7 separate regions of the Mus musculus genome follow, and all the other regions are linked to region 3. A link is a contact called in public HiChIP or PLAC-seq data. All regions are on one chromosome and are shown on one strand. The core of a region is the stretch at or near the end of the contact, and the rest is flanking DNA. Distances in the headings are between cores, read along the strand shown. Region 1 has its middle 7.5 kb from the start of Adipor2. Region 2 overlaps Wnt5b (wingless-type MMTV integration site family, member 5B). Region 3 holds the start of Rad52 (RAD52 homolog, DNA repair protein). Region 4 holds the start of B4galnt3 (beta-1,4-N-acetyl-galactosaminyl transferase 3). Region 5 overlaps Wnt5b (wingless-type MMTV integration site family, member 5B). Region 6 has its middle 24 kb from the start of B4galnt3. Region 7 overlaps B4galnt3 (beta-1,4-N-acetyl-galactosaminyl transferase 3).

Region 1 (3,819 bases), core at 3-2,502, 510 kb before region 3:
GAAGGAAAAAACAAACTGGCAAGTTGGCCTCTGACCTCCACATAAGCACACTCACACACATACAGACAGACACACAAAGATAAATGTAGTTTTTAAAAGAATCTAAAAAACAAAATGAAACAACACAGTCTTAAAAAGGCTTCATTGAGGTGTATATGCCTTGCATCCAATAAACCACACCCCTCTGTAAGTCAGGGAATTCTTTCCCAAGCCTGGCTTCAGAACTCACTGATATTTTTTTGATTACTATCCCTGCACTTGGGAAACTGAGGCAGTAGGAGTACCATGAGTTCTAGGCCAGCCTGGGCTACAGAGTAAGACCCTTTCAAAATAAGGCTATCAGTGTTGTAGTGGTTGTTGTTCTTACTGTAATAATTATTATTATTAAATATTATTATTCACAAAATAATATTAATTATATTCTTGGAAAAGTCAAGATGTGTGTTCCACTACTACTTAATATGCCACCCACATAAAATACTGGGAACAGGGGAGGGGGTGAGAGAATACTATATTTGTTGTGCTGAGTTCTCTATGTTGCTCTTGAGCTCAATTATGTTGGTACAGATTTGCCCTAAACTGCTCTTGCCTCCACCAGTAGATTGCTGGAGTTGCAGGCATTGGCTACTGAGCCTAGCTATTGTTGGGCTAAACTGTAAAACCTATATCAAGAGGGGTCTCCACCTAGAAGTTGCTTAAAGGTAATGTACAGCTAAAACAGAATTTGGGCACAGGTTTGGTTTTATTTTTTTTAGAGGGATTATTGGGGGTTGCTTGTTTATTTGGGGTTTCAGATTCGGATTTTTTTTAAGATTTATTCATTTATGCATATGAGTACACTATAGCTGTTTTCAGACACACCAGAAGAGGGCATCAGTCTCATTACAGATGGTTGTGAGCCACCATGTGGTTGCTGGGAATTGAACTCAGGACCTGTGTTAGAGCAGCCAGTGCCCTTGACTACTGAGCCATCTCTCCAGCCCCAGGTGTGGATTTGTTGTTTGTCTGTACACTGAGTCAAGCATCAGAACCATGCTATGTCCTCTAGACTGGCCTCAAACTCAAATGACAATTCTTCTGCTTCAGCACCTCTCAACTAGGCTAAAACCCGGATCCGTCGGATAACTGGATGAGAATTCTCTTATCAAACTACCAAGTTCTTGTTCCTGCACCTGTGCAATCTGGTGAAGGGTGGCTTTGCAGAAGCAGAAACCAAGAACTGGCAGGTCTTTGCTGAGAGAAAACAGAACTGATCTGGAACTGAGTTCAAAGACTACATGATCACTGCGTGCAGGGCTCTGGGGCCAAGGCGGTCCTCATAGCTGGTTCTCTGATTACTTTTGCTTTTCTGTTGACTTAGATAAGAAGCAAAAGCAAACAGCATAATTCCTACAGAAAAAAGTAAGCTGATCAGAACTCGTCCCTTCTTCTTGAACTCGGTTTAATAAGGGCATATGTCAAGGGTGTGGGAGTGGCTTAGTGGGAATCTCCCCAAGGCCATAGGTTCCGGCATCAGCACAGCAAAACTGTAATTCCTAAGGCTTGCGTGTTACTAGCCAGGTGTAGCTGTGCCTGCTTACCACAAACAGACCTCGAATAAATGGGGAACAGAAAGAAGCAAGGGGGAGGGGAACGCAGTGTAAGAGAACAGAAGAGAGATGTGGGCTATCTCCAGCTGCTTCCCGGCCTTCTGGCTGCAGCTTTGGTCAGTCTTGCAAACCTGGCCCAGGATTTGGTCATTTTTCTAGTTTGTGTCTGGCATGGCTTAAACTTTGTGACTTCAGGGTGATTGATCTCAAGATGTGGATCTGGGGATGGATCGCCGTGGTAGAGCTCTTGCCTGGATGCATTTAGTCCTGGGTTCAAGCTCCAAGTCACACTTTTTTTTTTTTTTTTTTTTTTTTTTGGGTTAACATAACTATACAAACCCAGTCCTGCCAGAGATCTTTGTGCAGGGACAAATGCCAAGCCCCACAGGGACCCCACCCTTCCCCACCCGATAGACACACAGTGACACCAGGACCTCTCATGAGTCAGAGCTTTCCCCAGCTGGCAGGCACAGTGCCCATAACCTCTGCCTTCATGGGGTTGCCACACTTCCTTCCACCCTCCTGCTCCCCACCGCCTTTCCTGTCTGCACACTCGCCTGCCTGATGACTGAGCGGCCCTGGCACACAGAGAGTGACCTTCAAGTTGTTATTTCGGTGATAATTACCTTGTGGTTCTGGCTGGCTCCTGCAGGCTGCCACACACAGTAGGTAGAGGACTAACATTACCCCCACCTCTACCTGTCCCAAGAGACAGATAACTGATGTTTGTTTGTTTGTTTGTTTGTTTTAGATACCATCCCGTTATCTTGACTGGGCCAGCACTCACATTAGAACCCAGGCTCAGCTCAAATTCATAGTAATCCTCCTGTCTCCGCTTCTCAAGTGTTAAGATTACAGGTTTATGCCACAATGCCTCTTAAATTATGTTTTTTTTTTAAATCCCCATTTTACAAATAAGGAAACTGAAGCACAAACAAGTCATTTCCCCAAAATCACATAGCTAGCAAAAGAGCCAAAGGTGGTACCGGCTTATAATCTCAGCTCAAACTTGACACACTATGATCTTAACCAAATCCATGTGGTACCGGCTTATAATCTCAGCTCAAACTTGACACACTATGATCTTAACCAAATCCATGGACTCTCCTGGAAGTCTGGCAAGGGCCACTAGACTCAAAAACAAAGATGTTCTTCTATTATTACAGTCTCAGTACTTGGAATATGTCTGTTCAAGAAATTTTTACCTTTTTGGGGTTTTTTTGTTTGTTTGGTTGGTTGGTTTTTGGTTTTTGTTTTTCGAGACAGGGTTTCTCTGTGTAGCCCTGGCTGTCCCGGATCTCACTCTGTAGACCAGGCTGGCCTTGCACTCAGAAATCCGCCTGCCTCTGCCTCCCGAGTGCTGGGATGAAAGGCGTGCGCCACCACACCTGGCAATTTTTACCTTTTTACAAACAAATTGGTCCAGTAGTAATGTAAGAGAAGAAAAGAGTGGGCGATGGTTCTGTAGCACAGTTGCCACTGGCGGCCACACCAAAAACCTTTCAAGAGCTGCTCTTTTTCAGGGACGATGTATACTCTAGCACTGGGTGCCCTTGGAAGCCAGAGGCATCAGACCTCCTGGAGCTGGAGTTACAGATGAGTATGAACTGCCTGACCTGTGGGTGCTGGGAACTGGACTCAGGTCCTCTGGAAGAACAGTGCATGCTCTTAACCACTGCGCCATCTCTCCATCCCTGGGATGTGGTTTCTTCTTTCTTCTCCCCACTCAAATAAAGAAAATAGATGGGGTATTGGGATTGTTTATTAATTAGATAGTTATTTTTGAGATAGGCTCTCTCAGTGTAGCCCTAGCTTGCCTGGAATTCACTATGTAGGTCAGGTAGTAAAAGATCCTGACAGAATGTAAAAGGTCACAGAAGCCCTGAAATTGACAAGATAGATTTCATTGTTAGCAGAACTAGCTTCCCTGATTTAGAAAAATAGAGGCGCACAATGCTCTGGCCACTCCTTGAACCTGTGTGTCTGCCAATGTTTTGACCGTTCCTTGAACCCATGTGTGTGCCCACTGATGAAGCCCATTTGCCAGGTGTTTGTGATATTGGTTGCTGGGAAAGAGTCGGAAAATCTCCCCAGCAACCACAGCCCAGCCAATCCTGAGTTGCTACACCTGCACCAGACTCTTTTCTTGTACCCCTCCCATACCCATTTCTTGAGAATAGACATTGTTTAGATCTGGAAATCCCCTACTCCTCCTTCTCCTTCCCCTCTG
Region 2 (4,293 bases), core at 305-2,804, 460 kb before region 3:
CCAGGCTGGCCTCGAACTCAGAAATCCCCCTGCCTCTGCCTCCCTAGTGCTGGGATTAAAGGCGTGCACCACCACGCCCGGCTGACTTTTTTTTTTTAATTATATATTTATTTATGTCTTTTTAGGGAAATATGCATGTGTGTGCAGTGCCTCCAGAGGCCAGAAGAGGGCGCTGGATCTCCTGGAGCTGGAGTTATAGGTAGTTAAAGGTCAGCCTAATGTAGGAGCTGGGAACTGAAATTGGGTCCTCTGAAAGAGCTTTATGTGTTCTTTCTTCCTTTTTTCTTTTTAAAGATTTGTTTGTTTGTTTGTTTGTTTATTATGAGTACATTGTAGCTGTCTTCAGATTTATTGATTTATTGATTTATTGATTTATTTACTATGAGTACATTGTAGCTGTCTTCAGACGCACCAGAAGAGGGCACTGAATCCCATTACAGATGTTTGCGAGCCACCATGTGGTTGCTGGGACTTGAACTCAGGACCCCTGGAAGAGCAGTCACTGCTCTTAACCGCTGAGCCATCTCTGCAGCCCATTATATGCTCTTAAGGAAGCAGGCTGGGCCGTACTCTAAGGGAGTCATTTCTTTTTTTTTTTTTTTTTTTCATTTTTTATTAGGTATTTAGCTCATTTACATTTCCAATGCTATACCAAAAGAAGTGAGTCATTTCTATAAAGCCTTTCAGAAATGCTCTCAGCTCCCAACATGCCACCTGGAGCAGGGTGGAGCCGCAGACCCCCAGCACTGGGTCTCTTTCCCTTCTCCACGCAATTCGGCTCCTAGTGCTCCTCAGGAAAGCGCTGGCCTCTCAGGGCAGCTCATTCATCATTCATTCTCTCTCTTTCCCCCACGATTCTATCACTAGAAAGTTCCTCCTCACATGAAACCAAAATACGCCTCCTTGTAACTAACTTCTGCCTGCTGGAGCAGCTCTGCCTAATCCCCTTCCATTTGTCAGCTCTCCAGTGTTTGAAAACAAGAAACATGCCTTTTACGTGTTCCGTTCCCAACTCGCATATGCCTGACTTATTTCTTCCACCCGTCTTTAGTAAATGTGCTTCTGAGTTAATCAGCCCTCCCCAAATACCTTTTGAAACCATGTGCCCGTCTCTAAATATAATAAACCAGGTGCCACACACTGACTTCCGGTGACTTGGGATCTGAAAGTGTCCTTCAGCACACTGGACCAGCTCTGCCTCTGCTGGAGGGGCGTGGCCAGACTCTGAGGGTGCAGCGCCAACTGCACAGGGCAGCACGTGGGTCTTGGGTAAGAGATTCTTTTGGGGGGGGGGGGTGGGGGGGTAAAGAGATTCTTGCATAGAAATCTCCTGCAAGGACCAGTTCCCCACTGCAGGTTAGATAAACTCTGTGTGTGTGTGTGTGTGTGTGTGTGTGCGTTGGGTGTTTGGAGGGTATCTGGACGTGAAACAGTCACACATGAAAGGAAAAACCAAACCATCTCAAAGATATGAAGCTAGCAAGCCATAGCACTGGGCAGAGGCTTTGGAAGCCAGGCTGCTCTTCTGAGCTGCTCTGCTGCCCTCTGCTGGTGGATGACTTGTGCTGCAGCTTTCAGAAGAAGGAAGCCCTTTTGACACCAGGATCCTAGCAGGAGCTACCCCAGGACATGGCTTCTCAGACATAGAGAGGCTTCAGGGAAGCTATAGAAAAAGAAGTGGGAGTCAGGGCATGTGATACATGCCTTTAATCCCAGTACTAGAGAGGCTGAGGTAGGCAGATCTCTGTGAGTTCAAGCCCAGCCTGGTCTACAGAGAAATCTCCAGGACATGCAGGGTTGTGTAGAGAGACTCTGTCTTAAAACAATAAACAAAGAGAAACAAACACAACAACAACAACTAAGAGTGGCGAAAACCAGATGGACCAATAGCCCTGCCCTGAACAAGCCATCCACTATGCAATCAGACTCAGCAGTATCTACCACCCACCCCCCACTGTGCATGTTCAGGTGTGTGCAATGCATGTGGATGCATGTACATTCCCTCAGTGGAAGTCAGAAGTCCTTGACAAACCAGTCCCTATTCTACTGGGTCTTATTCCGAGACAATAAAAAGAAGGTGTTGGCAATCTTGAATTCACCCAGTACAGCTCCCCACCACACTGCCTCACCCCACTGTGTGCTGTTCCTCAGAAGCTGCCCTCCTTATTTTCTGAGACAAGGACCTGGGGCTCGCAGATTTAGCTGGGTGGGCTGCCAACCTGTCTCTGCGTCTCCAATGTTGGGATTACAAGCATGCATCACCGCACCGTCTCTCTATGTGAGTGCTGGGGACTGAATTTAGGTCTTCGTGCCTTTTGTGTGGGTGCTGGAGATCAAATTGGGTCCTCACGCTGGCAGGGCAAGCAAGTTTTCAGACAGAGTCATCTTGCTAGCCTGTCTGTCCAGCATTCATTCCTTGAATAACGGGAAACAGGCCAAGAAGGATGCTATGCCCCACCTGGACCAGTCTCATGGTCTTACTCAAAACTGCTTAAGCAGGATAGGTACTGTGCCAAGGAGAGGGATGTGTGTGAAGAGAATCCCTGAAGAATTGCTAAGTAAATCCACCAAACCCCAAGTCAGCTTTTCTGGGGAAACTGCCCCTCAGGGCATCCCGGAACACTGGCTCATGCCTTCTTCATAGCCAGGGCTGATCCCAAAGGCAATGGCAGGGTTCAAAGCAGACACCCCTTGTTTTCATTTTTCAGTTTGAGCCTAGGGAAAGATCTGTGTGTCAGGGTCCTAATAGAATACGTCAAAATCTCTACCCATCCCCTACCCTAAACAACCTTTCTGGAATCCTACTTTGGGAAGGCCCTATCTGAAGCTACCTCCAGAATGCAGAGTAGTGGGGCACTGCCCAGGGACAATTTGGGAGACAAGACTACCAACACCTTCCTTTTATGGTCCTGGAGATAAGAACCCAGCCTGGTTTCTCAATTTCTTGCCAGGGAGGGGAGAATTGCATTTCAAAAGGACCTAAGACAATTAGACTCAACTCACACCTCCATCTGGGCAATAGGACAGCCATGATCTCACCAGCTGGGACAGGGAGGAGGAGGGACCCCTCCCCCACAGTGGTCCTCTTACCTCTCACCTTCCTCCTCTAGCACTAGTACTCACATCCCTTTTCAAGGCAGAAAGCCTGGCCTGGAGCTGGGCCTGGTTAATGGCAGCTATTACCAACCTGGCCTCAAGCTTTCACCTTTTGCTCAAGGGCTCAAGTAAAAAAGATGTTAAATATACAATTTGGGATATTCTCCCTCCACCTCCACCTCTGACTTTTTTAAAGGGGCCCTTCTAGCACTGAGAGACAAAGGCAGCCATGGCAGGCAGGTTTCTAACCAACTTCCTCCTTACTCAGCCTTTCCATTCCTTCTCAGAGTGAGTCACAGACAGCCCCAGGATTTGAGGTAGGGAAACGCAGAGCCTCCTGGGGCTCCCTCTCCTGTCTAACAGGATGCTTCCAAGCCTAGGAAGAATGCAGTGTGGGCTTTCGTTCATGCTATCAGGCTATCTATCGATGCACCAGGCAGGAAGACACAGGTCCAGAGGCCTCTTACCTATCTGCATAACTCTGCCAAAGACAGATGTGTTGTCCACGGTGCTGCAGTTCCAGCGCCTCTGTCGAAACTGGTGTTGGCACTCTCTGATGCCCGTCTTGGCTCCCTCCCCGATGTAGGACATGTGCTCCTGATACAACTGACACAGCTTTCTCTGGCCTGGGGAAAGCCCAGGAAGTTGGCTGCACACGGGCTGAGCGCCAATGATGAACATCTCCGGTCTCTGCACTGGGTTCAGAGCTAGTGACCTACAACATCAATCCAGAAAGAGAGAGGGCACGGCTGTGAATGCACTCATGGGTGCGCACAGTATTACCGACTCCTCCACCCCCTCTGCGACGTTCTCCATAAACAAGGCTCTGGACTAAGGATTTGGAAGAGAACTTGAGCCCAGAGCAGAGTGTGGTTTTGCACGCCTTTGTTTCCAGCACATGGGATGCAGAGGCAGGCAGATCTCTGTGAGTTTGAGGCTAGCCTGATCTACAGAGTGAGTTTCAGGACAGCCAGTGAGACCCTGTCTCAAAAAAGCAACAAAACACAACACAACAAAAATCTGAACTGTCTTAAAAGGTGAAGGTGGGCAGAGGAGGCTGGGCAGGGCAGCGAGAGGGACTCCCATCATCAGTAGGGGGTACAGACACTGCTGAAGGAGGGGGAATACTGAGTGTAGCCAAGTACAGGGCGCATGAGGGAAGGTACTCTATTCCTTTAATGCAGATCTCCTAATGCC
Region 3 (4,347 bases), core at 255-2,754:
AAAGGGGTTCAGCCACATGGCTCAGTACAAACCTGATGGCCCTCTTCCCTGCGTCCCCTGAGCTTGCAGAGTCTCCATCTCTTCTGCGAGGCCCACTTCGGCTTCCCTGCAGGCACCCGGGGCCAAGCTCCTGCAGGCACCCGGGGCCAAGCTCCTGCAAGCACCACGTTCTGAGGCGCACGGATAACAGATTAATAGTCTATTTTTTTAAAAAAGATTTGTTTTTATTTATATGTATACATGTTTTGTGTGTCTGGGCAAATGAGTGTCGTATGTTTACGGTGCCTTCAGAGGCCAGAAGAGAGCACTGGGTCCCCTTGAACTGTAGTTACAGGTAGTTGTGAGTCCCCTAATTTGGATGTGGGGAACCTAACTCAGGTTCTCTGAAATAGTACGTGCTCTTAAACTGTGGAGCGATCTCTGTAGCCGTAGATGTTCAGGTTCTCCTCCCCTGTCGTTGGGATTGAGTCCATTACTTCCTACATGCCAGGCAAGAGTCCTACTACTAAGCTATAATGCCAACCCTCTTTTTACCTAGACAGGTTTTAAGCCCAGGCTGTCCTTGATTTTGGGATTCTCCTATCTCAGCTTCCCCAGTAGTTTGAGTTACAGGTCTGTGCCACCAGAATGGAAATTTGGTACTCTTGCATCGGCCAGTAGCACAGTTTCAAATGATGTTTTTCTTTTCTTCGAGACAGAGTTTCTCTGTGTAGCATCCTCGAACTCAAGACATCTGCCTGCCCCTGTCTCCTGGGTGCTGGGATTAAAGATGTGGCCACCACTGCCCTGAGAAAGAGTCTTTCCTTTTTGTGCAAGTAATGGGCAAGTTGAGTGACCAGCTAATTCCAGAAACAGAATTCTGAGTTTCTCTTGTAGCTAGTGTCATTGTCCTGTTATCTTGGTCTTGTCAGTATGGACCCTACAATGTGCTAAAGGACTTTCGATTTATTTATTAACTGCATCTGACTCCGTGTTTCTGGGAAGATTAGTTAAGTCAACCATCTAGGAAAACACGAAAGATCCTGGATATAGTGGCCATATAATGAATTGGTTAAATTGCAACAATCTGAAGGCCTGACCATTAAAAACAAAAAGTTCTCAGTATATAAACTACACATTGGAGACGTAGATCTGTTGTAAAGCAGAAAACATCATAAACTGAGATCAGTCTGTGTTTAACTTGGAGTGATGCCTAAAGTGTAACTGTCATCCAGTTAGTTCCGGTTGAATTTCAGGGGAAATCCCACTGGCTGCCAGGGTCTCAGAGTTTAAAAGCACACCGAGGAGAGGTTGGCTCCGGGCGTCACCCAGCCGGGTCACACCAGGGACCCTCGCAGGGCGCCTACGGAAACCGAAGCGGCTTGCTGCGGCTGCGGGAAGGCTGATCGCCGCGGGCGGTGAGATAACAGCCCAAGAGCGCTCAGGATGCTGAGTCCTCCGCCGCTTCCAGTTCGCGACTTGATTTGCGACAGCCTGCTTTGCGGCTCTCGGCGCCTTCTGACTTGACTTACGGCCTTTCCTTCTGTTTTTCTTTGGGCGAGGACTCTGAGCTTGCAGAGTCTCCATTCCTTCTGCGAGGCCCTCTCCGGCTTCCCGGCAGGCACCCGGACCGAGCTCCTGCGTGCACCGCGTTCCGAAGCGCGTGAGTGAGGACGGTCCTCGCCGGGGTGGTTCTAGCGGGGTCGGGGAGCGTGGGGCCTTTCGGATTCGGGCGGCTGCTGGACACGCCCGGCACGGGGGCGTCTCCACCGGGGAGGCCGAGCCCTGAAGCCCCCACGGTTGCGCTGGATCTGGAGGGAGGCGCCTGGTCCGGGGTTGCTGACCGCGTGCTCGGGAGCACCGTGCGACACGCGCGCTGACTGTTAACAGGACTGTCTAGGACAGGGTGAAGTCGGAGGGAGTCGGTGGGGCTGAGAAGAAACTGTGGACTTGAGGAGTTTGACATTCAGGGTAGCCTTTCTGGACTTTGAAAAACGAAGCGTGCATTAGTACGGTTAAATTCACTCCTCGGGGGTGTACAGTTCTCTGGTTACTCATATGCTTGGGGGTTGTGTAACCCCTAGCAACATCGAATTCCATAACATTTTCATCACTCCTAAATAAATCCAGAAGCCACAGTTAGCTCTCCCTCTCACTTTTCCCGTCATCCTAGGACCCCCGTCTGCTTTGTCAGTGAACCTGTTTCACTTGTATGAAATACAGTACTTTGTGTGGGTTTCGGTGGGATCTGTTCCGCAGAATAAAGTTCCGATGTTTGTATCTCGTTTGAATTATCCATCAGTTGATTAAGTTGATGGTCATCTAGGCTGATTCCCCTACATGGCCATCTCAATATTGCTTCTTTAATAAGACCTGGACAATTAACAGCACCAGTTGACATGCCAACTTGGATTGGGGGAGGGGTCTTAAAGGGCCCCGCCCTTAGATGAAGAGCTATACGCAATTAATGACTGTCAGAAAGGGAGAATGGCTTTCCCAGAGATGAACCCCCTAATGGATTACCCAGTACCAAGTGATCAGCCCTAAAATTGTACATGTACATGCTACATTAAACAGACTTAGGGGTTATATTTATTTATTCATATATGTATGTCTCTGTTGTCTGTGTAAAACAAAACAGAAAAAGGCTATGAAGTTGAGAGAGGGATATGAGGGATTGGAGGAGAGAGAGAGGAAATGATGTGAATTATATTTTATTTAAAAAACTGGCTGCTGCTCTTCCCAAGGACCTGGGTTCAATTCCCACCACTCACATGGTGGCTTACAACTGTCTATATCTCTAGTTATAAGGGATACCTTCTTCAGTACTTGTGGTGCACAGATAAGCATGCAGGCAAAACACACATACTTATATAATACAAACATTAATTTTTTTTTTTTTTTTTTTTTGGTTTTTTCAAGACAGGGTTTCTCTGTGTAGACCTGGCTGTCCTGGAACTCACTTTGCAGACTAGGCTGGCCTTGAACTCAGAAATCCGCCTGCCTCTGCCTCCCAAGTGCTGGGATCAAAGGCGTGTGCCACCATCACCTGGCTGTTTTTTTTTTTTTTTTTTTTTTTTTTTTAAAGAATCAAAATTTCTAATCTTTAAAAAAAAATGCAGGCTGGAGAAATGGCTCAGTGGCTAGGAGTAGTGGCTCTTCTTTCAGAGGACCTGAGTTCAATTTCCAGCACCCACATGTCTATAACTTCCATTGCAGAGGACCCAGCACCCTCACATATATGCAGACAAACACCAATGCACATAAACAGTTTTTAAAACAATGTTAGCTGGGTGTGGTGGTACATACCCTTAATCCCAGCACTCAGGAGACTGAGGCAGGTGGATTTCCGTGAGCTCGAGACCAACCTGGTCGACAGAGTAAGTTCCAGAACAGCCAGGGCTACACAGAGAGACCCCCCTACCCCCGAAAGTCACCTCTTTGGCTGGGTTTATTCCATGGTCGTTTGTTTATAGTTGTAATTGTGAATACAACTGTGTTTGTCATTGGTCTGCACAGAGCCTAATGGTTTTTGTGAATTAATTTTGCCTTCTGGTACTTGATTAAAGTGACTGTCAGCTCTGAGACTTTCCTGATGGAGTCTTTGGGTCTCGTGTACAGAGCATGCTGTCTACAATTAAGGGTGCTTTGGCAGCTTCCTTTCCTCTTTCCCTACTTTTTCATTAATTGGTGAGAGACAGGGCCTCTCTCGCACTGGATCAGGCTGCCTCCAAGTGCTGGTTAACGGTGAGTACCATCAGGCCAGGCTTGCATTCTTTTTTTTTTTTTTTTTTTTGTAGCTTTGGCTGTCCCAGAACTGAGAGATCTGCTTGCCTCTGCCTCTGCCTCCCAAGTGCTGGAATTAAAGTCATGGGCCGCCTTGACCAGCTCTGGGTGACAGTTTCACCTAAAATATAGATGGATGCTTTGATGAAATTATAAGACCAAACAGACAAGATATGTTCATTATTTTCAAAATCTAAGTACAGAACGGAGCCGACTTCATTTCTCATGTATGTAGACAGGGTTTGTGGTGATAGCAATTTGAATATGAAGCAAGATTGCCATCCATGTCCCACCCCAGCACTCCCCCACAGGAACAACCTCAAATGTGAGATACACCGACCAAAGTCACCTGGGAAGGGAAAGGAGTTCCTGCCACCTGCCACCAGAAGGCTGTGGGCTGGCCTCTTTCTGGACAAGGCCTTCCTTCTGTGCAGTTTTGGTTTATTCTGATAGAACACTGGACAATATCTGATCTGGACTGAGAAGGCAGGGAGTGGGTACACAGTGAGTTCTAGGGCAGTCTGAATGAGACCCCAACTAGAACAAACAAATGTCCCGTATGTTAATCCCAAAGATGGGAGG
Region 4 (3,764 bases), core at 1,228-3,727, 390 kb after region 3:
TGGTGTGTCTGAAGACACCTACAGTGTACTTATATATAATAATAATAATAAATAAACCTTTTTAAACAAGAAAAACCAGAGACAGACAGACAGACAGATATCACAAGGAAGACAGGCTATGTGTGGCATTCCCCATAATCCTCCTGCACTCGAGAGACTGAGGAAGGAAGATTTTGAAGTCAAGCCCAGCCTGCAAGTTGCTGCAGCCTGGGATACAGAATGAGTGGCTGTCTCAAAAAGAAAGAAAGAAACCACAAGGAACACTAAGTCAATTTTGGAATAAGACACTGAGAACACATTTTTGGAGAAGGGTCGGTTTGGAAAAAGAAATAATTTTTTAAATAAAAACTTAAAAAGGCCACAAGTCTGGTATGAAGAAGGCGGCAGGATCCAGAGACCCAGAGCCAGAGTGCAACTTATTATTATTCTGGCCACCTGGACCTGGTCTCAGAAGAGACTCGTGACACCTGCGGCAGAGGACAGGCGAAAAGGAGCAAAGGCAGCCACTGACTTCAGGATCACAAAGCGACTGCTTCCCTGTCTATTTTATGTAGACTATCCCACTAACCAGGCTGGCAAAGGCCTTCCAAGGAAGATGAATCCACACCTCCCACCGTTACACACTCCAAGAAAATTCAGCTACCTGCAACAAAACCTGAGGAGGAAGAGTGGGGTCAAGGCAAGGAAGACTTCTTTGTAAGACTACATGCTTGTGGCTGAGTGCAACCGTCCTCGGTCTTCCCCCAAGTAGGGGCTCTCTCACGTTGGAAATGTTCAAGTGTCAGAGGCCATACAATCTCCACAGCCCAACTGAGAGGGACCCTGGAGACCATGTAGGCAGGATTCCTCTTGCCTCTTGATCTCTAGCTACAGCCATAGCTTGATCCCTTGTAACAGCATCTTCTAGTTCACAGCCAGAATTGTGTCCACAGCCATAGAGAGGTAGGGCTATAAGAGTACATCTCCAAACCGATCCTGCTTAGTTACTGACTAGGACACTCATTTCTTCTTCTGAGCCACAAAAGATAAACCATCACATCCAGCTAAGAGAAAAACTGTTGGCCAAAAAAATCTACCAGGAGGGTAGTCTTTGAGTTTCTTAAAGCAGGAAAGTGAGACCCAGTGAGAAGATGAAGTAGAACTTCCCCCCACACCCCCCCCCCTCAAGGCTGGAGAAGAGCACCTGACCCTTCTCGAAACTTCTCCACTCCTTTCTGGCTACTAGATGACTTTTAATTTTATTAAGCCTATCAAAAGTATACTGAAAGTCACTGTGGGTAATAATCATATCCATTGAAGAGGGGATAGGCCATTTCCTCCCCTTTTCCTAAGCAGAAACTTGAGTGCTTTGATGAAATAAAAATACAAGTAGGAATTTACTCATGGCAGGGTCGCCTTGGGCGGGGTCTGGGGAGTTTGTTAGATCTGTGGGTATTGCGGAGAGTGTGAAAACACTGGAGGAGGCAGTCTGGACCAGCAGAGAACCACGCATTCAGGAGGTGGGACTCTTGGAAAAAGAGGCGCACGCAAGGCGGGAAGGCCAGGCGTCTCTCTCGGAGGTGCTTTTTGAAAAGGAACCCCCGAAAGCTCGGCTGGAGGGGAAACAGCGAGCCAACCACTCCAGCAAGCCGAGGGCAAAGTTGGGGAGGCTCTGATCGCAGCGTGTGGCCGAGTGCGCCGCAGCCCCAGAGCCCGCGCTCGCAAACAGCTCTGTCCCGCGAGGCTGTGGCTCCCGCACGGTGGAAGGCGCCCCAATCCTCCACCAGCGCTCCGGATGTCCTGAGAGCGTCCCGGCTCCACTCTGTCCTGAGTGGGCAGGCCAGGATCAGCGACCCACAGTGGCCTCGACAAGCCCAGGTCCCCAGGAAAGCGCGGGGCGGCGCCGGCACCTGGAATCAGCTCGGAGAGGCGGGTCCCCGCCCGGAGCGCCCGCCCACCTCCGCCACCTCCTCGCCCCCCGGCGCTACTTACTGTGGTTCAGGGGGTTCCCGCCGGCCTGGGCCGACGCCACCAGCTCCAGATACAGAGTCCAGAGTCCCACCGATACTACGGCGAGCAGCAGCAGCAGCCGGAAGCGCCTCCTCAGCAGCTTGATCGGGCGCAGGAGCAGCATCAGCAACGCGGCGCGGGGGCTCCCCATGGCGCTTCGCCCAGCCTGCCGCTCCAGCACCCGCTACCCACCCGTCGTTCCGGCCCGGCTCCGCCGCTCAGCGCGGCGCACAGCCAGTCTCCCCGGGTCGCTCTCCAGCGGGCCGACTGCTCATGCTCGACGCGTTGGGGTGATCCTGGGCTGCGCGGGTGCCTCGCAGGTCGTTCTCCGGCCGCGGAGCCGGGCTCCTCCTCCCCAAGTGTCCGCTCCACGCCTCTCCTCGTCGCAGGCCCGCCACCTCCCTCCCTCTCTTCTTTCTCACTCCAGCGCTCTGCCCAGGAGGCTCTCCTAGTTGCCCTCCGGCCCCTGCGCTTGCTTGCTGCAGTTAGGGCGCTTTCTCTCAGCTCCGAGCATTACCTTACTCCCTACCTGTCCCGCCCACGCCTTGGCCCCGCCCCCAGGCGCAGGTGGGCCCCGCCCCCTAGAGAATGAGGGAAGGGGAGAGGTGGGGCCAGAGAGAGCTGGTCCCTGGCGTACTCACCGGCTTGGAGTTATGTGGGAGGGTGTGTGGGGTGATGATGAGGGATATGGGACTGAAAGAAGATGCGAGCTAAGACATGGACTCTGTGAACCAAGAAAACCCAGTCACCGTCAAGATATTCGAAGGCGCTCTTTCGAAGCTTGCTGTGGGGCTGAGACACATTTTTTTTAAGTGACCTCTGTGACTTTGGCCTCAGGACCTTTCTCTACCTAGAAAGACCCTAGTCACAATTAACTGACACTTCATTCAATCTTAACTGTCTTCCAAGTCAAATTTGAATACCGTTTTTTCCCTGGCGCAACTACAACTGAAAGGCACCAGGGGAGCCTTTACAAGGAGTTTCTCCAGTTTTAGGTGTTTTGGGTGAAAGATTGTTGGAGATTAAAAAAAAAAAAAAAATGGAGGGGCCACTCAAGAGCAGACCAAATGCTTAGCATTCAGGAGGCCCTGGGTTCCATCCCAGAACCATGAAAGAACTAGGGAAATGGAAAGGGGGTCTGGCAGAACTGTAGAGATGGCTCATCTATTAAGAGTGCATGGTCTGGGTCTGGAGAGATGAGATGGCTCAGTGATTAAGCATCTTCCAGGGGTCCTGAGTTCAATTCCCAGCAACCACATGGTGGCCCTCAGCCATCTGTAATGGGATCTGATGCCCTCTTCTGGTGCGTCTGAAGACAGTTACAGTGTACGTACGCATAAACAAATAAATCTCAAAAAAAGAAAAGAGAAAAGAGTGTATGATGCTCTTCTTCAGGGCCTGAGGTGGGTTCCCCAAACCCATTAATTCCAACTTCCTCTTCTAGCTTCTGCTCCAGCCTCCACTCACATGAATATACCCACACAAAGAGGCACACATGTACATTTGAGAAATAAAATATTTTAAAAAGAAAGAAAAAATGAAAAGGAGAGGCACATCTTCCTTAAGCTGCCCGTACCACAGGTGGATTCGCGCTATTTCCTTCCGAGTCTCTTCTTTTCTCCCAACTCTCATGCCACATAAAAGGTCTTCTTTTATGATTATAGAAGCTTTGAAAGAAAGGTCAAGGCAAGCTTTTTAAAGTCAGCCAAGGTCAGCACAGAGACAAAAGAAATCTAGGGGTAGAGACTGCAGAAGAGAAGAGTGATCTGGCGTAC
Region 5 (4,409 bases), core at 491-2,990, 380 kb before region 3:
AGGACTTCTGGGTCCCAGGGAAACAGAAGGGGCTTTTCAACCAGGCCTTGGAAGAAGCATGAAGCAACCATATAAGACCTTGGGGAAGCTAGAACTGGTGGCCTCCGCCACTGGCGGATAGCCAAAGAGGTCGACAAAGACTGGCTGATATAGGCTAGCAGCTAAGATTAGAACAAGAGATTCTGCACCCAGCAATTGTGCTATCTGGCAAGTTCTAAAATAATAAAGCTGCCTGAGTGTTTTTCATTCCTCAGAGCAAAGGTGGGTAAAGATAGAAGTTGGGTCGGTGATGCCAACTTGATGAGGCTAGCCAGGAGGAACAAAAGAGGACCGGGAGGGACCTGGGTGCAGGCAGCAGCTCTAGGGTCGAGGCAGCTGGCAGCCTGGCGAAGGAAGCTGGGAGGAACAAACCGTAAGCTGAGCTTCAGCTTCAGCTTCTGGCTCTCCCGGGCTGGGGGATGGTTGTGATGGATCCTGGGCTAAGCTGGATGGAGCAAAGGGAACCGGGAGAGGTCAGAGTGCAGGCTGAGGTCACAGACAAAGACAATAGTGTGTTTTAAAAAAACTACATGCAGCAGACTAAGTCACGAGCGCTCTGCTTTTTTTTTTTTTGAATGAAATTTATCCCCTTATAAAAGAGCTCGAAGGTTGACTTTGTAGCCTGCCACTGAAATCACTGCTCTTTTCTAGAAGTTTTCTAGTAGAATTTTGGGAGTCTCTTATGTATTCTGTCATATCAATTTCAAATATGGATAATTTGACTTCTATTTGTATCTGTTTAGTTTCCTTTTCTTATCTTACTGCTTTATCTAGTGCTTCAAGCACCATCTCGAAGAAAGGTGGGGATCGTGGACAGCCTTATCTTGTTCCTGATTTTAATGGGCTTGGTTCTAGCAGCTCTTGTTATGTAGCCCAGGCTGGCCCTGAACTCTTCATCCTCCTGAGTGCTGGAATTGTAGGCATGTAACCCTTCCCTTGGCTTTCAGTCCCTGTTTAATAGTTATATTGAAGGTAATGGGATTTTACCCTGCAGTGTGAAACAATGAAGCAGACATAATCTTCCTTGTGTTTGGGAAATGATATTCATTACCAGGAGCCCCCTCCTGTGGCTAAGTGCAGCATCACCTACCACAGCCCTCTAGGAACAGAACACACTCAGACTGCAACCAGGGAAACATAACATATTCTCTCTCTCTCTCTCTCCCTCCCTCTCTCTCTCTCTCAGAGAGCCACTCTGGTGCAGCATTGCCAGCAGGAAAATGTTTTAGATTCATTTTACACCCTTCAGGCTGCTGTGTGAAATTCTCTTCTTTCTAGGTAACAGATGGCAAAGTGGAACTTAGCAGGGTTGGTGGCATGCCCAGCACGTTAGTCAGGATGGAGCAGAGTTGGAACCCACTCTACACTGCCTCCAGAGCCTCTCGGCGCCCCAGGTCTGTATCAGGATGACCAGTCATGGCTCATCACATCCCAAGTCCTTTGGCTGCAGAGGGGTGGCTGGGTTTAAATGAGTGTATTCTCTAGGCAGTGGCTCAGGCAAGGGCTCATTTAGGTGTTTGCAAGGCAGCCAGTGACTGGCATCGGCATCTGAGTGAAGGTGTAGTTCCAGCATCCTGGGCAGCTGCAAGCCAGATGGGCACCATGACTCAGCCTGCCAGGACCTCCCTGCACACCCCGTACACCTTCCTGCCAGTGGTTTCCTGTGAGATGGCCCTCTCCTTTGAGCCTCTGCTCAGAGTCTCCCCCAACACTCCCCACGGGTTTCCTGCATCTTTTCCCTGTTGGGCCTCTGTACTCCTCACTGCCCTGCCCCCCAGCAACTGGCAGAGTTTTCTTTCTCACTGTCAATCTGTGGTTTCTTCAGAGTCCCTCCTCAAAGGCTGACTGTCCTGAATCTGCATAGACTCCCCACAGTGCTGGTTCCATGCCTGGCAGCTCCATCAGAGAAGGTATGCTCATCTGACACAAATTCACCCAGACCTGCGTTGGGCATGCTGATAAATAGAGGGGCTCTTTTTACATAGCCCGAGCATGTTTACACCAGACAGCTACAGGAATGAAGTTATATGTGTGAGCATCCTTGGGAGCTTGGAGGAGCCTGCCACGTGGTCATGGAGGGTGGGGGCAGGATCGTAGAATGCTGTCACAAGATTGCATGTGCGAAAGGGCATTGCACACAGCTACGGGCCATGGGTGGCAGCCACAAGCATGCTAATTCAGGCATCTCATTCAGAAGGAAGCAAATGGTTCTCTGAGGCTCTGATGCCGGGGGTGTGTGAGAGGTGAGGGGAGAGGAACAAAATCAGGACGGACATAGAACATCCTCTCTCAAGGATGCGCTGGTATTACAATGCCTGGGGTCTATGTATCGCGCTGACTCTGACCTCTCTGGATTATGTATCAATTCTTATTTCTCAGTTGGGAAAGTACAGATCACTTTTCCTTATGCAGTAGACCACAGCTGCAGAGGCAACGGCTCTCAAACATGACTGCTGCAGCAACAACCACTTGGGTGGCATCAGAGCCTCAGCTCTGGAGAGTTTACCCACCTCTACCCTGGCAGTGGATCGCCTCAACCACTTAGAGCAAAGAGGACTCCACAGTTAAGAAGTATGGGGGGGGGGGGGATTCACATTGTGTAGGAATACATCGAACTTCTGTGGTAAGCAAAAAAAAAAAAAAAATGTATCTTTAATTTGGCTGAAATCATCATTTCTCAAACATTTTGATCACAGTAATTAGTAATTAGTCACTAAATACCTGCCAGCCTGAAGAGAGGGCTGAATGTTGAACCGAGCTGGATTACACGATCCCAGCCTTTTTCAGCCCTAAAACCCGCTGCCTTGTGAACAAAGACTACGTCATGTAGCTGGGACTAATAATAAAGTATAACGGGGGTGGGGCGATACAGATGTGCTGACATTCATCCTAACAAGACGATGGGCCAGTGCCAGGCACAAGAGGGGACGAGCAGGTGGCAGTGGTCAAGGGTCAGCCGGGAAGCACAGCGGTGGCCATAGTCGGGAGAGAAGCGACATAGGATGCGGGAAAATAAAACATATGAGGCGACAGACAACACCAGGAAGCCTCGGTCAGGTATAAAGCATGTGGCAGGCGGCAAAGCCTGAGACTGTCACAGACATTTCTGGGTACCAAGAAAGGCTCAGGTGGGGCCACAGGAAGAGCCTTCATTCATGGTGAGGGGCCCGTTTCCTCAGGGCCACAGGAGCCATGAGAAGGGACCTTGGGGGAGTGGACTATGCAAAAGTCGGGAGGATCCATCACGGAAGCTGGCAGACAGTAGCCATGCACTTCAAACTGTTGTTCAGCCACAAAGAAGACTGAAACCCTTAGCATTTACACGGGCGGGCCTAGGGGTGAACAATGACGTCAGGTGAACTGTGGAAACATGAAAGACACAAGCCTCACAGTCTCTCCCATGTGTGGAAGTTCAAACCCGAATACAGACTAGTAATTCTTAGTGATTCCTCCAGGGCTGGAAAGTTGGGTAAGGATGATAAAAGGACCCCCGATACCTCACAGAATCCCAATAGTGTATACAGTCTGTGTATGCTAATCAAAAATAAAAGTAATATTTTCAAAAAGCATAGCGTGGCCTCAGGAACCAGCGAAGAGGAAATCCAGACAGCCTGGCGCGGTGCAAAAGGCAGAGGGAATGTAATTCACCCACATAGTGTGACCGGCTACAGGTTTCAGTGTGCCGTCTGCCTTCCCTTCTTCTCACACTCCCGTCGGGGGCTGTGCCCTTTCCTATCCCACCGCCCAGTGTCCTTTTGCCTCTACTTTCCCTCAAGTTATGAACCAGTTTCAATCCTTCATGGCCGAACTTCCCTGATGACATTGGCTGTCCTGTTTACCGCTTCCGGACAGACAGACAGACAGACAGACAGACCACATCATATGCATCATGTCCCAAGCAATTCCGTATACCTTCCCTCCAATCCAGCAGCTCCCAGTCTGTTCTCACAAGTGTTGTGACCAGGCTTAAGTCCACCAGACCTAAAGCCACAGCGACCTTCCATGTTCAGAAAGCAGGTCTTACTCCGGCCCCTGCAAGGGTCTTATACCTGGGCCACGCGGCTCTCACTCCCTGGATGGGTGAATCCTCGAGAACTCACCCCAAATCTTCCCATGTGAATATGGAAGAGACCAGGGACCAGTCAGAAGCATCAGAGAGAGAACTTCGACTCCCTCTCACAGTGCTTGATGAAGCCTTAGTCTCCAGAAGGGGCTGTGTCAGCCGGGGCTGACATCCAAGGTGACAGGCAGACACACTTTACCACAGAATGCAAATTTAGCATTATCAGACAAATCACTCTCACACAGACCTGTATTGTCCCCAGTGAGAGAACTTGGTCACAGGGGTTTACAGAGTCACTTCAGTAAGT
Region 6 (4,154 bases), core at 738-3,237, 420 kb after region 3:
AAGTGTCAGGTTATCTCTCAAGACAGTTTCTAAGAGCCCCTAACAATCTAAGAGCCCCTAGCAATAGCACCTTTGCATAGTGGGTTCCAGCAATGGTCAGGGTGGGTCAGGGTGACTTTCTTTGAATGAACACTCTTTGAACCCAGGAAGCGGGTGGGTGGAGGAAGGAATGTCGCTATCTGTTTTATGATTAGCATACCTTGGAGCACTGAGTTTACTACTCTTTCATGTACCGTCACAACATTGAGATCTCTCTCCTCAGTGACTCTGGAGGAGCCATCTTAGTGAGACTGGCTGGTTTGCAAACCCCTGGGGATTCATTTCTCTCTGCTCTGCCTGGATCTAGGTCACAGATTGTTTTCCACCAAGCTTGGCTTTCACCTGTTGCTAGGGATCTGAACATGGGCCCTCATTCTTAGACTGTGGACACTTTACCAAGTGAGCTATCTTTCCCAGGCCACAGATTATAAATGCAATCTAGTTTTAGTATGCCCTACCACAGTAACTTAAAAAGAAAATGGTGTTTTTCTAAGGCTTCTAAAATGTTCTATTGGCATATATTAACTTTACACTGTACACATTCACATTATGTAGTTGGGTCATTTTCACTCTTCGTTACCCTTGTGTTGGGGTCTTTCCATGCCTTCTTCTTCCCAATTCACTTCCCTTCTACTTTCACATTGTGTGTGTGTGTGTGTGTGTGTGTGTGTGTGTAAAGTTCATCTGAGTTGTCTACTGAAGCACAGATGAGAGTTTGTTTATAGGATGGGTATCTTATCAGTGGGAACTGGAAGAAAAAAATCTCAACTCAAAACAAAAGATCTTTTATTTCCTTGGTTAGGTTTATTCCAATTTGTTTTGTTTTTCTGATGACTGTATATTTTGTGCACATATGTTTAGAATTGTAACGTCCTTTTGATAGATTTTTTCTTTTTCTTTTTCTTTTTCTTTTTTTCGAGACAGGGTTTCTTTGTGTAGCCCTGGCTGTCCTGGAATTCACTTTGTAGACCAGGCTGGCCTCGAACTCAGAAATCTGCCTGCCTCTGCCTCCTGAGTGCTGGGATTAAAGGCACGCGCCACCACCACCCGGCTGCTTTAGAGTTTTGGGGGTTTGGTTTGTCAGCTAGTAGATTAGGGAATGCTGCTTATTTCCTAGTTTGATTTGCTTGAAACACCTTTTCCAGCCTCTTAGTGTGAGACGGTGTCTGCCTTTCATGGTGAAATGTGTTTGTGCCTCTTGGAAGCAGCAAAAGAACAGGTTCTGCTTTACATCTGGTTGGTGTCCTGTGATTGGAAATCATTAGTATTCAGAAGTATTATTGGAAGGTGTATATTGCTTACTATAATTTGGTAGTGTTTGGTGTTTCCCAAATTCATATTTGTTTAGCTATCATTTGTGGAGAGCTGTACCTCGAGCAATCGCTGTGGAGAGCCGTGCGTGCTGCGAGCAATCGCCATTATAAGATGGCGCTGGCCTCCGCTGTGCCTAACTAGTAAACAAGCCTTGTACGCAGGTGCAAGAGTGGACTCAGGCCTCGTCACTGCCCATCTTGGGGCGTAGTAATGGGATGATGGGCGAGCAACGAATCAGGAGCTGTCACGCCACATCAGGTGCTGAAACGTCACACTGCAGGCTATATAAGCAGCGCCATTTTCTGGGTTCGGGGTCTTCCTGAGAAGTAAGCAATAAAGCTTTTGCCACAGAAGATTCCGGTTGTCCTGAGTGTGTTCTTGCCGGCAGGGACAAAAGCTCGGGCAATAATCATTGTATTATCTAAAGCCTCTTAGTTGTGTTAATCATTTACTTCAGGCCAACCCTTTCAGTATCCACTACAGATCTGGTTTAGTGGCCATCAATCCCTTACTCTGCTTTTATTATAGGATGCTCTTTTTCCATCAACTACAACAGCTAGTTTTCCTGGGTAGACTTATTAAGTTTAAACCAGGCCCCTAAGGTGGCAGTGCTGGTGACAATGTCCTAAACAGAAGGACTCTGACCGGGTAAACAGAAGGATCGTATTGGGTAAACAGAAGCCTAAACTCAGCATTCCTCACGAATCTTGCAAGGAAGGTTTCTGTTTGCCAGGAAAACCACTACCTCCTTTATCTAGGCCCAACTACCTTAATTAATCCTAACAGCCTGCGTCAGCTCAAGGACCCACACCCTCTACCATATAAAATCTGCCTGCCTTCCTGCTAAGCTGCTGTCCTCTATTCTTGGAGACAGATTGGCAGTTTGCTCCCCCGATAAACTTTTCTATCTGGGCGTTGCATGGCCCAGTGCAGGGGTTTCGCTGAATCCTCCCTTACAATACTAATATGGGTGGGCAATTATCGTCCTAACAAACCTGAAATGCAGCCAGGCCATGGTGGTACATGCCTTTAATCCCAACACTCAGGAGGCAGAGGCAGGTGGATGTTTCACGATAGCCAGGGACACACAAAGAAGCCCTGTCTTGAAAAACAAAAATATTTAAAAAAAAAAAACCCTAAAATATATATTTTCTGTGTTCTGACTTTTATTTCATGCTGAGAAATGGGCTTTTATTTGGGTAGGGTGGCTTGCAGGAGTCAGTCCTCTCCTTTATTTACCATGTAGCTCCCAAGATAAGTTCCGGCCGTCGTGCTTGGCAGCAGGCACCCGACTGCGTCATCTCACTTGCCCTATTTATCATTGCTGTGTGCGTATGATGGGGACGGGCACATGCCACAAAACACACGTGGAGTCAGAGGACAACCCTCAGGAATGGGCTCTAGAGACTGAACTCAGGTTGTCAGCTTTCCACAGCAAGTCCTTCTACCTGCTGAGCCCCCTGACACTGCTTACTCAGTGTCGATTTCCAGCATTCGTACAGTATGGGTTTTGTTCAGTGTGTCTAGTTCTCTATTTAATCGCATTTGTACATTCCTACATTGATTCATTTTGTTTAGAGGTTTGTATTTTCTAAAATATTTTGGAATTCATTCAAGTTTATTTATACTCTCATTTCTTAGTATATATACATATATATATATATATACACACAAACACATATATATGTATATATATGTGTGTGTGTGTATGTGTGTGTATACATATATATATTCATATATATATTCTCTCTCTCTCTTTCTACACACACACTCTCTCTCTCTCTTTCTACACACACACACACACACACACACACACACACACACACACACAGAGACAAGATTTCTCTGACCCAGAGTTCTGTGGCTCAGGCTGGCCTTGAACCCATAGAAATCAATCCACCTGCCTCTGCCTCCCAAGTGCTGGGACTAAAGGCGTGTGCCACCACTGCTCAGCTTCTTTGAATGTATTTATAATCATTCTTCTGAATTCTTTGTCTGGAATTTCCCTATCAGTCATTCTCACTGGGGGCCATTACTCTGGGGTTGGTAGATTTTAGAGAGGAACATCCTGGATTTTCATGTTACTCGTGTTTCTGTGTAGGGACTTAAACATCAAGAGTTCATTTTTGTCCTTGGTCCTATGAAGGCTCAATAGATGCCTCAGTGTAGGGGAATCAAGGGTGGTGAGGTGGAAGAGGGTAGTGGGTGGAGGAACACCCTTATAGAAGCAGGGGGAGGGAGGATGGAATAGGGGGTTTTGGGGTGAGGGAGAACGGGGAAAGTGAGTAACATTTGAAATGTAAATAAAGAAAATATCCAATAAAAAAGAGTTAATCTTCTGGCTGACTCGAGATCATCTCCTTTCAGAGTTAGTGTTTGTAATGTTCAGGAATGGATATGTTAAAGCAGGGTTGAAGTGCTGTTTTCCCCTGATAGACTGGTTTCCTGACAACAGCTCTGTGGATCCTCAGCCCTCCCCTGCCAATAGAATGAATCACTATTGAGGGTGGAGCTACTATGGAAATAGAGAGTTAGCGCAGCAAGAGTCCTTTAGGCACTAATGCTTGCAAGGAGCAGAGACAGCCATAGCACTGAACACACTAATCAGTTCTCCTGGGGATTCTCAGTTCCTTTCTGCTGCTGCTATGATACAACACTAACAAAAGCAACCTAGCAGACAAAAGATTTATTTTAGGGTACAACTCCAGGTAACACTCCAGGTTCTTCACTGAGGGAAATCAAGGTAGGAACTTGAAGGCAGGCCTACTTGCTATTCCATATTGTATATAGCATTATTTCCA
Region 7 (4,203 bases), core at 634-3,133, 350 kb after region 3:
AGCCAGCAAAACAGTGAGACCCTATCTTAAAATAAAAGGAAAAAAATGTATATCTCAAAAGACAAAACCAAAAAGGGCTAGGGATGCGGATTAGCTGTTAGAGTGACTACTTAGCAGGTCCTTAGTCCTGGGTTCAATTCCCAGCAGCCATATACAGGGCATGGTGGGAAAGCCTGTAATCTCAGCACTCAGAATTAAAGGTGTGAGAATCAAAAGTTCAAAGCTGGGCTGCAGAGATGGCTGAGTGGTTAAGTGCACTGACTGCTCTTCCAGAGGTCCTGAGTTCAATTCCCAGCAACCACAGCTCATAATGATCTGTAATGGGATCTGATGCCCTCTTCTGGTGTGTCTGAAGACAACTACAGTGTACTCATATGCATAAAATAAGTAAATAAATCTTTAAAAAAAGAAAAGTTCAAGGCTATCCTTGGGCTACATTATGAGTTTGAGGCTAACCGCAGATAAATGAGACCATGTCTCACAAAAAGGAGGAGAAGGGGGGAGGGGAAGAAAGATAGAAAGGAAGGGAGGAAGGAAAGAAAACAAAACAGCATATATGCAAGCATGGAATATTATATATGAAACATAGTATAACAATTATCTACATCATATTTATGCTATACCATATACCACAAGCCACCTAGAATGACTTCTAGTGTACAGGAGGATGTGCTAAGTTACATGAAAAGACATTTGGGTATCCTCAGGTTACAGCAGGGACTAGAGCCATCTCCTAGAGATACCCATCTCCTAGAGATACTGAGACGACTGTTCAGACCCATGCTACATCAATAACTCTGAAAACACTACTGTTTGCTTAGTGAAAGGAAAAATCCAGACACAATGGGGCACCTATTACATGGGCCATCATATGAAATGTTCAGAATAGGCAAATTCTTGGAAATTAAAAAAAAAAAAAAAAAAAAAAAAGGTTGCCTGCACTGGGGAACAGAGAGAAGATGGAGGGATTGCTACTGTGTGCTTGGTTCCTTTTTGGAGAGACCAAAAAAAAAAAAAAAGTTTTGAAATTAAATACTGGTTGCACTGAATTGTACTTTTTTTGCGGGGGGGTGGGGTGGGTGGGGTGGTGGTGGTGGTGGTGGTGGTGGTACTGGAGGTTGCTCTACCCCTGAGCACTTAGCCCAACCCCCGCTCCTACTGAACTATATACTTCAATGAATGATTCCTTGTTTCATTTCTTTAGGAAGGGCACTGAGAAGCTGAACTACCTCTCTTTGCCAGCAGGCAGGACTTCTGGGTCTCTGTTCTCCCTCCCTCCCAAAGCACCCCACCCTCCAGCTGAACTGTCACAGATCCCTAGAAAGCCAGCAGCAGGTCTCCCTCTCTTCAAAGCTGACCCCTTAGGATTTGTAGGTAGCGAGCCCCTCCCTCTCACGCCCAACCCCCTCCTCTTTGGGCACAGATCGTTTACTTATTAAACCAATTAGATCAAATGACTCACACTGCACCCTTGGGTATGAGCTGGTGTAAACATCTCACTAGAGACTGATTTGTTCTTGAAAGGGCCTGTGTCCCTCTCAGCTCAGGTGACACCCCCTCCCCAAGTATTTCTCAGATCACGGTAGGAAGAAACTGAAGGACTATGGAGATGGAGGGAATGTTGCCACTCCATCCCTGAGCTGTGTCAACCCAAGGAAGACCATACTACCTCCTCAAAGAATTGACACAAAAGCTTTCTTATTTCCTGGGCTTTTGCATCTGAGCAAACTCCTATCAAATTCCTGCGTGCTTCAAAGGAGCCTGGGGCCTCACATGCTAGGCCAGAGCTCTATCACTGAGGGTCAAAATCAGCTGAGTGTGCAAAGCTAGCTGGAGCCCTCTGGTCCACCCAACTCTGCCACATCTCAGCTCCACCCAGTAACACCCAAAGCTATTTCTCATGGTGCTCCACCCCTGACGAAACCCGGTTTGAGTTAGAGGCCTGGTCGATGCTAGCCTAGGCAACCAGGGACCATCACTTGCCTTACCTGAAAAGTAAGGAAAGGGTTATAGTATTTCTCTAAGCTGAAGACTAGTGTATTTTTTGACTCAATAACCTTGGACTGGACTCACTAGGCCAGGGCAGGGAACGTAGGAGTGTCGAGCAGGTCTCAATCCCCAGAAGCAGTGGCAGTCTAACAGTCTACAGATGAGTGAGAAATTCCAGTGCAGTAAGGATGGCAAAGGCAAGAAGGCTTGTGATGGAGAAGAGGCCACTAGGCTCCCTTTCTCTCAGCTCCCACCACCCGGAGCCCACGTTTTTGTCTGCTTTGCAGTGCGTGAGGCAGGAACACAGTGATGTTTCTAGGTTTAGTTTAGAACACCCGCTCTCTGCTCCTGGCACCTCCTTGTAAACATCACCGCTGTGCCATCCCTCCTGCCCGCCTGGAATCCAGGGGCGGGAGTGTGATTTGAGCCGGATGCTGTCCCGGTGTGCAACCACATCCTCTTGCCACCACCCCACCACCACCACCACCAGGCATTTCCGAGTTTGTATATTTATGACTCTCTTAAAATAGGTCCCCGCACATGGGAGCAGAGGCTTGATTTAGGTCAATGAAATCAACATTTGGGAGAGCGAAGAGTCCCTGAGCAAGGCTGTTGTTTCTTCTCTAATTCTGTATCTGGGTTTCCGTACCATCTAAATCCCCCGGGAGGCTGCTCCATTCACCATTCCATGTTGCCTCAAGTCTCTCCTGCCCTGAAAATAGTCTCTGTCCTACTCCAGCAGATGGGTTTCCTAAAACACAGTGGCCCGAGGCCGGCTTCTAATGCTCATTAATTATTAAGCATTTGCATCTTGCAAAGTATTTCTCTGCTGTCAGCCCTTTTGTTCAATGAACTCAACCACCCTCTTGGAAATGGGGTGTGTGTTCTAAAAGGGAGGCAGGGTCAGTTACAGCAATGGACCGTGGGGCCTCAGGACTAACCGCCCACCATCTTTGAAGTACTAGAGAGGTAGCAGTGTCTCAGGTGGGTTCCTGAGAAAACCTGCAAGACACGACAGAAAACATGTTGGGTAAGACATTATCTAACTCAGGCTCTACCTTCCCTAAGCACAACAGCCCAGCAAGGTTCTTGAGGCCTGAGCCTCTCCTGCCCTGTTGACTAATGGTCCTGTCGACTGTACTCAAGGGAAGGACCTTGGCTTCCTGATTCATCTCTGAGAATTGATTTCCTCTGTTGGCAGAGTTGTCTAGATCTCAAGTCTAGAATCCCAAAAGGAATCCATTGTCTGTCGTCTCCTGGGGGTGGGGGTGAGGGGACAGCAGTCCTGGTGCTATTGGGCCTGTGTAAGTCAAAGGTCAGAGGGAGGAAGTGAAAGACTGAGAGGGCAAGCCTCGGCCTTGGGGCCTTAGGGTCTTGGAGAATGCTGGGGGTTAATGGAAGGGCTTAGGTCAGAGGCACTGACTAATTCCTAGGAGGATGAGTGGAGAGATGCCTGAACCTGAGATTAAAATTTATAAAGGAAGTTGTTTCAAAATAGGTAATAGTCCTTCTGTGATCATATGGGATATATAGGATCTAGAAGTTTTATCTTCTTGAACTAATAAGAATCGGATGCTGCTGTAGAGATTCAAATAGAGAAAAGGCAAATGAAGAACAACCTGCTTCCTGGGATGGGACCTCTGGCAAATCATTTCCCAGGTCATTGCAAATGATGACTACCCAAAGATTCCCTCCCCCTCCCCCTCCCCCTCCCCCTCCCCTCCTCTTCTTTTTGAGACAGGCTCTTAGTACATAGCCTCAGCTGGTCTGAAACTCACATATGGACCAGGCTTTTCTGGAACTCAAGAGAGATCTGTCTGGTTCTGCTCGGATTAGTCAGGTACCAACCACCACACCCGGCCCCAGAGGTTTTCTTTTATGGGGACAAAGTACTAGGGTTTGAATCCAGGGCCTCTCACATGCTAAGTGTGCTGATCTACACCTTCAGCTGCAGTCCCTAAGCATCTTGATTGCCACCACTAGGGAATGTCCTGCACACCACAGTTCTGTCCCATTGTTAAATGGACACATAGTAACCAAGTTCTTTTCTCTTTCAGAACTTCCTCGGACAAGCCCAGTGTTTTCATGGGTGTTTCAACCACACACAGTTTTAAAAACAGGTCCTTCTGTGGGGCAAGGAGCAGGAACTGCAGAACCTTAGGCTGCTTGGCTCTCTCCCTGAGCTATACTGGGGTCACCTACATCAGCTATCCC

What was found. HiChIP or PLAC-seq counts read pairs in DNA pulled down with a chosen protein or histone mark.
Region 1: a FOXA1 HiChIP or PLAC-seq map of pancreatic cancer cells shows a contact between it and region 3. The contact joins the enhancer-like site here to the promoter of Rad52 in region 3. A contact is called at or near these places in 3 of 115 datasets of contacts at active chromatin or transcription factors (memory CD8 T cells, microglia and pancreatic cancer cells).
Region 2: a contact with region 3 is called in a CTCF HiChIP or PLAC-seq map of the NIH/3T3 cell line, with 5 read pairs. The contact joins the enhancer-like site here to the promoter of Rad52 in region 3. A contact is called at or near these places in 1 of 15 datasets of contacts at CTCF or cohesin (the NIH/3T3 cell line), 1 of 484 Hi-C or Micro-C datasets (embryonic stem cells), 9 of 115 datasets of contacts at active chromatin or transcription factors (craniofacial prominence, differentiating embryonic stem cells, embryonic forebrain and 6 more) and 2 of 9 other capture datasets (embryonic stem cells and liver).
Region 4: an H3K4me3 HiChIP or PLAC-seq map of bone marrow-derived macrophages shows a contact between it and region 3, with 2.4 times the contacts expected there. The contact joins the promoter of B4galnt3 here to the promoter of Rad52 in region 3. A contact is called at or near these places in 13 of 39 promoter capture datasets (the 3T3-L1 cell line, the C10 cell line, cranial neural crest and 7 more), 1 of 15 datasets of contacts at CTCF or cohesin (large pre-B cells), 4 of 484 Hi-C or Micro-C datasets (bone marrow-derived macrophages, embryonic stem cells, nephron progenitors and 1 more), 13 of 115 datasets of contacts at active chromatin or transcription factors (bone marrow-derived macrophages, cardiomyocytes, embryonic basal ganglia and 8 more) and 2 of 9 other capture datasets (embryonic stem cells and liver).
Region 5: a contact with region 3 is called in an H3K27ac HiChIP or PLAC-seq map of SST interneurons, with 7 times the contacts expected there. The contact joins the enhancer-like site here to the promoter of Rad52 in region 3. A contact is called at or near these places in 13 of 115 datasets of contacts at active chromatin or transcription factors (the 230-238 cell line, the SCID.adh cell line, SST interneurons and 9 more) and 3 of 9 other capture datasets (embryonic stem cells, liver and pancreatic islet).
Region 6: an HNF4G HiChIP or PLAC-seq map of pancreatic cancer cells shows a contact between it and region 3. The contact joins the enhancer-like site here to the promoter of Rad52 in region 3. A contact is called at or near these places in 9 of 39 promoter capture datasets (the 3T3-L1 cell line, 3T3-L1-derived adipocytes, the C10 cell line and 4 more), 1 of 15 datasets of contacts at CTCF or cohesin (large pre-B cells), 4 of 484 Hi-C or Micro-C datasets (bone marrow-derived macrophages, embryonic stem cells, nephron progenitors and 1 more), 9 of 115 datasets of contacts at active chromatin or transcription factors (differentiating embryonic stem cells, embryonic basal ganglia, embryonic fibroblasts and 6 more) and 2 of 9 other capture datasets (embryonic stem cells and liver).
Region 7: a contact with region 3 is called in a FOXA1 HiChIP or PLAC-seq map of pancreatic cancer cells. The contact joins the enhancer-like site here to the promoter of Rad52 in region 3. A contact is called at or near these places in 8 of 115 datasets of contacts at active chromatin or transcription factors (the 230-238 cell line, bone marrow-derived macrophages, effector CD8 T cells and 4 more) and 2 of 9 other capture datasets (adipose tissue and pancreatic islet).

Annotation. Positions count from the first base shown.
Region 1 is chr6:119,394,324-119,398,142 of GRCm38.p6, forward strand. It overlaps a transcript of Adipor2 not described here. Among named protein-coding and RNA genes, the nearest start is that of Adipor2, 7.5 kb to the left of the region's middle. Within about 2 kb of position 1,253, at least 189 of the 459 cell types and tissues checked have an H3K27ac peak or open chromatin away from gene starts, as enhancers often do. A contact at or near this core is called in memory CD8 T cells, microglia and pancreatic cancer cells, where this site is marked.
Region 2 is chr6:119,442,772-119,447,064 of GRCm38.p6, forward strand. It overlaps Wnt5b (wingless-type MMTV integration site family, member 5B), which reads right to left. Exons shown (of 5, transcript NM_009525.3): 3 at 3,564-3,811. Among named protein-coding and RNA genes, the nearest start is that of Gm40397, 22 kb to the right of the region's middle. Within about 2 kb of position 1,555, at least 65 of the 459 cell types and tissues checked have an H3K27ac peak or open chromatin away from gene starts, as enhancers often do. A contact at or near this core is called in differentiating embryonic stem cells, where this site is marked.
Region 3 is chr6:119,901,194-119,905,540 of GRCm38.p6, forward strand. It overlaps Rad52 (RAD52 homolog, DNA repair protein), which reads left to right and starts at 1,505. Exons shown (of 12, transcript NM_001166381.1): 1 at 1,505-1,642.
Region 4 is chr6:120,292,420-120,296,183 of GRCm38.p6, forward strand. It overlaps B4galnt3 (beta-1,4-N-acetyl-galactosaminyl transferase 3), which reads right to left and starts at 2,478. Exons shown (of 20, transcript NM_198884.2): 1 at 1,972-2,478. The coding sequence starts at 2,140.
Region 5 is chr6:119,520,446-119,524,854 of GRCm38.p6, forward strand. The region is part of intron 1 of Wnt5b (wingless-type MMTV integration site family, member 5B); the gene reads right to left. Gm30690 (a long non-coding RNA gene) reads left to right here. Exons shown (of 3, transcript XR_869405.2): 1 at 1-412; 2 at 1,318-1,433; 3 at 1,865-4,409. Among named protein-coding and RNA genes, the nearest start is that of Gm30690, 4.6 kb to the left of the region's middle. Within about 2 kb of position 1,741, at least 81 of the 459 cell types and tissues checked have an H3K27ac peak or open chromatin away from gene starts, as enhancers often do. A contact at or near this core is called in the 230-238 cell line, the SCID.adh cell line, SST interneurons and 2 more, where this site is marked.
Region 6 is chr6:120,316,689-120,320,842 of GRCm38.p6, forward strand. No RefSeq gene overlaps it. Among named protein-coding and RNA genes, the nearest start is that of B4galnt3, 24 kb to the left of the region's middle. Within about 2 kb of position 1,988, at least 16 of the 459 cell types and tissues checked have an H3K27ac peak or open chromatin away from gene starts, as enhancers often do. A contact at or near this core is called in liver and pancreatic cancer cells, where this site is marked.
Region 7 is chr6:120,253,503-120,257,705 of GRCm38.p6, forward strand. All of the region lies in intron 1 of B4galnt3 (beta-1,4-N-acetyl-galactosaminyl transferase 3), which reads right to left. Among named protein-coding and RNA genes, the nearest start is that of B4galnt3, 39 kb to the right of the region's middle. Within about 2 kb of position 1,884, at least 28 of the 459 cell types and tissues checked have an H3K27ac peak or open chromatin away from gene starts, as enhancers often do. A contact at or near this core is called in pancreatic cancer cells and pancreatic islet, where this site is marked.